Linked DNA regions of Macaca mulatta: region 1 is linked to region 2. Evidence: chromatin contacts called from public Hi-C data. All regions are on one chromosome and are shown on one strand. Each heading gives the region's core, a stretch centred on a gene start, on an enhancer-like site or on the middle of the called end of the contact. The rest is flanking DNA. Distances are from core to core; before and after follow the strand shown. Region 1 holds the start of RTTN (rotatin). Region 2 holds the start of LOC144336454.

Region 1 (2,898 bases), core at 321-2,820, 88 kb before region 2:
CCATCCAGAATGCCATCAATTTCAGCCTGCAGATTCGGCTCCACATTCGACCGAAGCTTAGCTAAGAACTCTACTGCACCAAGGTCAACCAAATGCTGGACTGCTGGGGGATACTAAAATAAGAAGAGGATGATCTTGAGAATAACTCTATCAAAATCTCTAAACCTTAACTTACAGCAATCAAAACATAAAATTATTTTTGGTATATCGGATGTTCCTTTTCTGAAAAACAAATCCTTCATGGCTCTGCCCCGAAGTAAGGCACTTCCATGAGGAGTACATACTCATAGAGACATACAACCAACACTTGATAACGTTTATGAAAGATGAGCCAACACACTGAACACTAGAAATGCACATTATCAATCCCTACTCTTATTTTTGTAATGGGTTACTTTTTTCCACTGACGCTCACCTTCTGGTCCCAGCCCCAGCCGGTTACCATGATGTCAAAGTAGTAAGATTCCTCTACCGTTGTACAGTGATTTCGTTTTGAAAGGTTAAACTTACACTTTGATATCTGACCCTGACAGCTAACTACTCTTGAGGTAGGCATAAGAATACCAATCTAAAAGCATACGGGGAAGCAACTTAACATTAGTATTTATGAATCACGGTTATGTAACATTATTTTTAAACGTGCTCCCTTTCATATTGACACATCTAATTTTTAAGATGTAAATATCAGAAAATAAAAACAGAATACAAATATTAACCTCCAAAGATAACTCCAAAAATCAGAATACACCAAATCTCAAAAGAAGTTCTGTGTTACTTCTGAACACGGCAGAGACTCTGTGGGATTCAGTATCACAAATAAAAGATGAGCAATATATACCCAGATGAATTAAACATCTCTGGTTGTTTAAAAAAAAAAAACCCTTTAACCCCAATTATTTAACTTTCAATAAACGCTACAATTAAAAGACTAAGAAACAGTCACTCGTCTGATTATTTTATTTCAAAATGATCCTACCTTAACCAATCTGCTTAACAAGTTCAGAACCTCTTCCTTCACTGGAACGGACGGGAAATTGAACCATTCCAGCAAATGAAGAAAAAGTTGCCTCTCCTGAATGAGATCAGCGTAGCAGATTAAGTTGTGCTCAATCTTGCAGAGAATACTCTTGAGAGCGCGCTCCCTGATCTCGGCCAGCTGATGACCTGTCAACGAACGGCACAAAACTATTTTAGTTCCCCACTGCAAAGAGACGCCCACCCAGATTTCATTCTAAAACTACGTTACTTATGCTATGAGCAGGAGCGGCGTGAAGATGGAATAAACCAGTTTTTTCAGAAGCAGGCCGCTGGTGCCTTCGGGACGCCAACCGCGGAGTTTACACAAAGTCCGAGATGGGTCCCCGAGGGCTACCCGGGCAAAGCGGGGGCGAAAGAGGCAGCGGTCGCGGAGTGGCCGGCCGCGGAAACGTGACACGACCATTCTCAGCAAGTGGCCAGGGCAGGGGAGGGTGCCTTAGGCGAGGGGCAACCTGACAGTTACCGAGTTTTCTGATGAGCCCCGCCAGGACCATCTCGTCCCATCAATCGGCAGCCGCCGGAGAGTTAAACTGCCGCGCCACTGAGTCCGGCCACAATTAATGTCTCCCGGAAACACGTCCTGTGGGACGGTGGGTTCCGCAACGCCTGCGCTCACTAGGAGTAGGAGGCATTCCGTGAGCCGTTCGCGGGCCCCGCGTCGCCAGGAGAGCTTCCAGCCTTTCTAGAATCACTACTGCGCACTTCCTGGACAGCAGTCTCCGTCGCAAGAAGAGGGAAAAAAAAAAAAGAAAGCAACAAGCAGGGGTAGAACCGGCGTTGGCCGCCGCGCACGTCGGGAGTTGTAGTTCTGGCTGGGTCGTGCGTCCTGCACCCAGCTCCGGTCCCGCCGCGGCGCCCGCTGGCCTGGGGTTCCGGCTTACAGCGCGGGAATTCAGGAACCCAGCGCGGGCTGCAAGAGGCCCCGACAGGAGCCCCGCCTCCTCGCTCAGCGACGGATTCGTTCTTGGCCCTGCCAGTATGATTCTCAGCTCCCAGAACTTCACGATTTAGAATGTAGACTTTTGCTTTGTGACAGTTCTTCCCATCCCCGACTACTAAATGACGGACCCTCTTTAACTGTGAAATGTACCTGCAAAGTCAAGCAGTGCCTTTGGATACCCAAGTTCAGATATGAACAAGCAAGCTACAAAAGCGGGGTGGGCGGGTATGAATGAGCAGAAGAGAGAAACCGGGCTGCAAAAAGGAAAATAAAGGCGGGACTTGGGTGTATGATTTGCTGAATGCCACCAAAGTTGATTTTTTGCACCGTGCACAGTAATCGAGCTGAGCAAATCATTTTTTTTTTCTTTTTTTTTTTTTTTTTTTTTAATTCAAAGCAGCGGTAAGATCAACAACAAAATTGCATTTGGAAAATGATTTGCATTTTAGAGAGCATTTTCTCGCTCTGATCCTTTCACTTTCCCGGGGAAAGGGATGTCAAGGCAGGTAAAGTGGGCCCTCGGTATCCCTAGGTAATTGGTTCTAGGACCCCCGTAAATACCCAAATCCACCCATGCTTAAGTCTGTTTTATAAAATGGTGTCATATTTGCATATAACCTACACACATCCTCCTGTATACTTTTAAGTCATCTCTAGATTGCTTACAATACCTAATACAATGTAAATGCTATGTAAATAGTTGTTACACTGTACTTTTTATTCATACTATTTTTTAATTGTTGTATTGTTATTTTCAATTGTGGGGTTTTTTCCCCCGAATATTTTCCATCCCCTGTGTGTTGAATTCTCTGTGTGCAACCAGTGGACAGCAGAGGCCTACTGTATTCCCATTCCTATTTTGCCAGAGAGGAATCACAGAAGTACCCCCACACAGTCACGTTAACTAGCAAGTAACAGAT
Region 2 (2,934 bases), core at 94-2,593:
CAGCTGTGTGACAAAACTGAGCTTCTGGTCCAGCTCTGCCAGACTCAGAACCCCAGGGTCTTAACCATACATTTAAGTGTCTCCTGGAAGAGTCAACTCTTCCCCATCCTGCACAGCCCCATTGCTGTGTGAAAGGCTCACTAATCCCCTGCTGCACAGCTCCTGCCAGTTGTCCTTTTTAGAAAAAATGAGGAGACACTGGCACCCCGAGGCAGTAGGATTTGCTTCCTTTCTTTCTTTCCTTCTTTTTTTTTTTTTTTTGAGATGGCATCTAGCTCTGTCACTCAGGCTGGAGTGCAGTGGTGCGATTTCAGCTCACTGCAACCTCCGCCTCCCGGGTTCAAACGATTCTCCTGCTTCAACCTCCCCAGTAGCTGGGATTACAGGCAGCTGCCACCACGTCCAGCTACTTTTTGTATTTTTAGTAGAGATGGGGTTTCACTGTGTTTGCCAGGCTGGTCTCGAACTCCTGATCTCGTGATCTGCCCGCCTCGGCCTCCCAAAGTGCTGGGATTACAAGCATGAGCCACTGTTAATTACTATTTGTTGTGTTTCCCACTAACCTCTCTGACAATTCTATTTCAACCTACATTCTCCAATCACTGTAATTAGATATTTGAGAATTGTGTTGCATTTCAATCACGGTAACAATAATGGTAGTATTTTACTAATAAATTCAAAGTAAAAACTGAAGATGACAGTGTATGATACATAACAAATGACATCAACTTCGCATCACCTAAAGATACAACTTCACTGTTATTCTTGCGGAAATCTAGATTGTATATTGGACATAGGAATTAAGATTACTGTACTTGAACTTTTTTGTAACTAACAACTTTATTGAGATATAATTTGGGTACAAACTCATACCTGAACAACTTTTTAGATTTTTTTTCTAGCCCTTTTTTCTCTGTACTTTCAGTTTTCTTTTAAAAAGGTCTATACTATTCAAGAAACACAACTTTTAAAGTCCACAATAATTCTTGTTAGATTTTAATAATACTTATCTCCCCCCAAGCTTTATTGAAATACTAATGATATTCATTTTTAAACCACTTTTCATCGTAAGAGAAATACAAATTTTCCTATTGATTCTTATGGACAAAAATCAAGTTTTTGTGGTACCGCTATACATTAGTAGTATGTCCAGCCAGTTTCAAAAGAAATTAGTCATGTTTCCAACATGCAACTTGTGTATCACAGTACCTTGGAATTGGGCGGCACAAACAACTATTACTTGTACAAAATCTCCCTGAAAACGACTAAATGGAAAAGCAGATGGCTTGAAAAAAGGAATAAGTTTGTCTTTTTAAAAAGCGTTTTTCACAATTCAGTCGAGATGTGGGGAGGGTTTCCCCACTTGTGGCTCTGCACAGCGTGCGCGCGCGTCTGTCCTGGGGTCCCCTCTCTGCGGGGACGAGGCCGGGGTCCCTGCGCGAGCCCAGCGGACCCGGGCAGTGCAGGGGTCCGGCCGCCGGCCGCAGGGGCACAGGGACAGCAGCCGCCAAATCCGCGGGGCCGGGGGGTCAAGGAGACTATCCTTTCCGCGTTAGCCGGGGCCACCCCCGCCAGAGGGAAGGCACCAAAGGAAAAACCAGGACAGGGACACTGGGGGCGGGAGGAGCGCCCGCCTGCAGGCACCAGTGGAGGGGCGCGGGGGGTAGGGATCCGGGATCTGCGCCCCGCCCGCCCCACGACCCCGGCCCGGCGCCCCACCCCTTGCAACCCCCACTTAGTGCCCGGCCCCCGCCCCACCCCGCGCGGCCCCCGGCCTCAGTCCCGCGCGCCCCGACACCCCGCCTGCGCCGCCGGCCGGAGTAGTGGGCGCGGGGCGGCCCGCTCGGCTCCTCCGCACCCGCTCCCCGCTCCGGCCGAGGCGCCGCGGCTGCGCGCCCCTCCTGAAGGAGGAGGAGGAGGAAGGAGGCGGGAGGAGGAGTTGCGGAGAGAAGGCGAGCGCGGCAGTCGCGCCGGCGCTGGGCGAGGAAGCGGAGCCGGGCCGCCTCCGGGTGAGCGTCCGGGTAGCCCGGGCGGGAGGCAGGGGCCGAGCTTCGCCGTCCGCCTTCGGCTCGTTCGCGGTGCGGGGCACCGGCCGCGGGGCTGGTTTTCGCCTCGGGGCGCAGGGGGCGGATCTGGCGCGGGCCGGGCCGGGGAGGCCGCCAGGCGCTGGGCTGCAGCGGCGGGTCTGGGGCAGCGCGAGGCCCTGCGCCGTCTCGGCGGGTGCGCGGGCGGGGGCCAGGGCCGGGGAACAGGGAACGGGGACCGGGCCCAGGCCCGGGAGCGGGGACGCGGGAACCGGGGAGCCGGGGCCGGGGCGCGGCGGCCCCTGAAGGGCCGAGGCCTGCGCGGCCGCGGGCGGCTCTTCCCGACCCCTCGGCCTCTTCGGCCGCGGCGCGCCGGCCCGGGCCGCCGCCTTTGTTGCCCGCAGCTCGCCGGGGAGAGGCCGGGGCTCCGCGAGGCCTGGGCGGCGGCGCGGGGCTTCCGCGGCTCTGCGCCCCGGCCGGGTCCCTTCTCGGACCTCCGCGGGCTGGGGCTCGGGGTCGGGGCGCGGCGAGGCCGCAGACGCGAGGGCGGGCCTGGGGCGCGGCGCTGGGACTCGGGGACGCCCCCGCCCCACCGCGAGGTCGCGCCGGCGCTGGTGGAGATGCAGGCCGGGGCTGCTCTGCCGCTGAAGGTGCCGCCGGCCGGCAGCGCACTCACCCGGGTATAGGGAGGAGACGATTGTGGAATTTAAACCGCTCCTGGGACCGACACGGGCCTGAATTTTCAGTTTGCTTCGGGAGTTGGCAACTTCAGGTACACCCCTGTGGCTCACAGAGCAGAATTATGGACGTTTCTCAGGGGCAGGTCCTGGCACAAAACTTGGGATGTATGCGGTAATGTGTGCGCCAACTTGTCGTTCAGTTGGAATGTGAAACTGGGGTTCCCGTCCCC

What was found. A called contact is a pair of places that touch in the nucleus more often than the background predicts.
Region 1: a Hi-C map of fetal cortex germinal zone shows a contact between it and region 2, with 1.8 times the contacts expected there. The contact joins the promoter of RTTN here to the promoter of LOC144336454 in region 2. A contact is called at or near these places in 3 of 14 Hi-C or Micro-C datasets (cortical neurons, fetal cortex germinal zone and liver).

Annotation. Positions count from the first base shown.
Region 1 is chr18:10,487,634-10,490,531 of T2T-MMU8v2.0, reverse strand. It overlaps RTTN (rotatin), which reads right to left and starts at 1,570. Exons shown (of 49, transcript XM_077974806.1): 1 at 1,502-1,570; 2 at 977-1,164; 3 at 1-113. The coding sequence starts at 1,532.
Region 2 is chr18:10,399,605-10,402,538 of T2T-MMU8v2.0, reverse strand. It overlaps LOC144336454, which reads left to right and starts at 1,343. Exons shown (of 2, transcript XM_077975093.1): 1 at 1,343-2,796. The coding sequence starts at 1,343. The coding sequence ends at 2,710. SOCS6 (suppressor of cytokine signaling 6) reads left to right here and starts at 1,964. Exons shown (of 2, transcript XM_001095656.5): 1 at 1,964-2,009.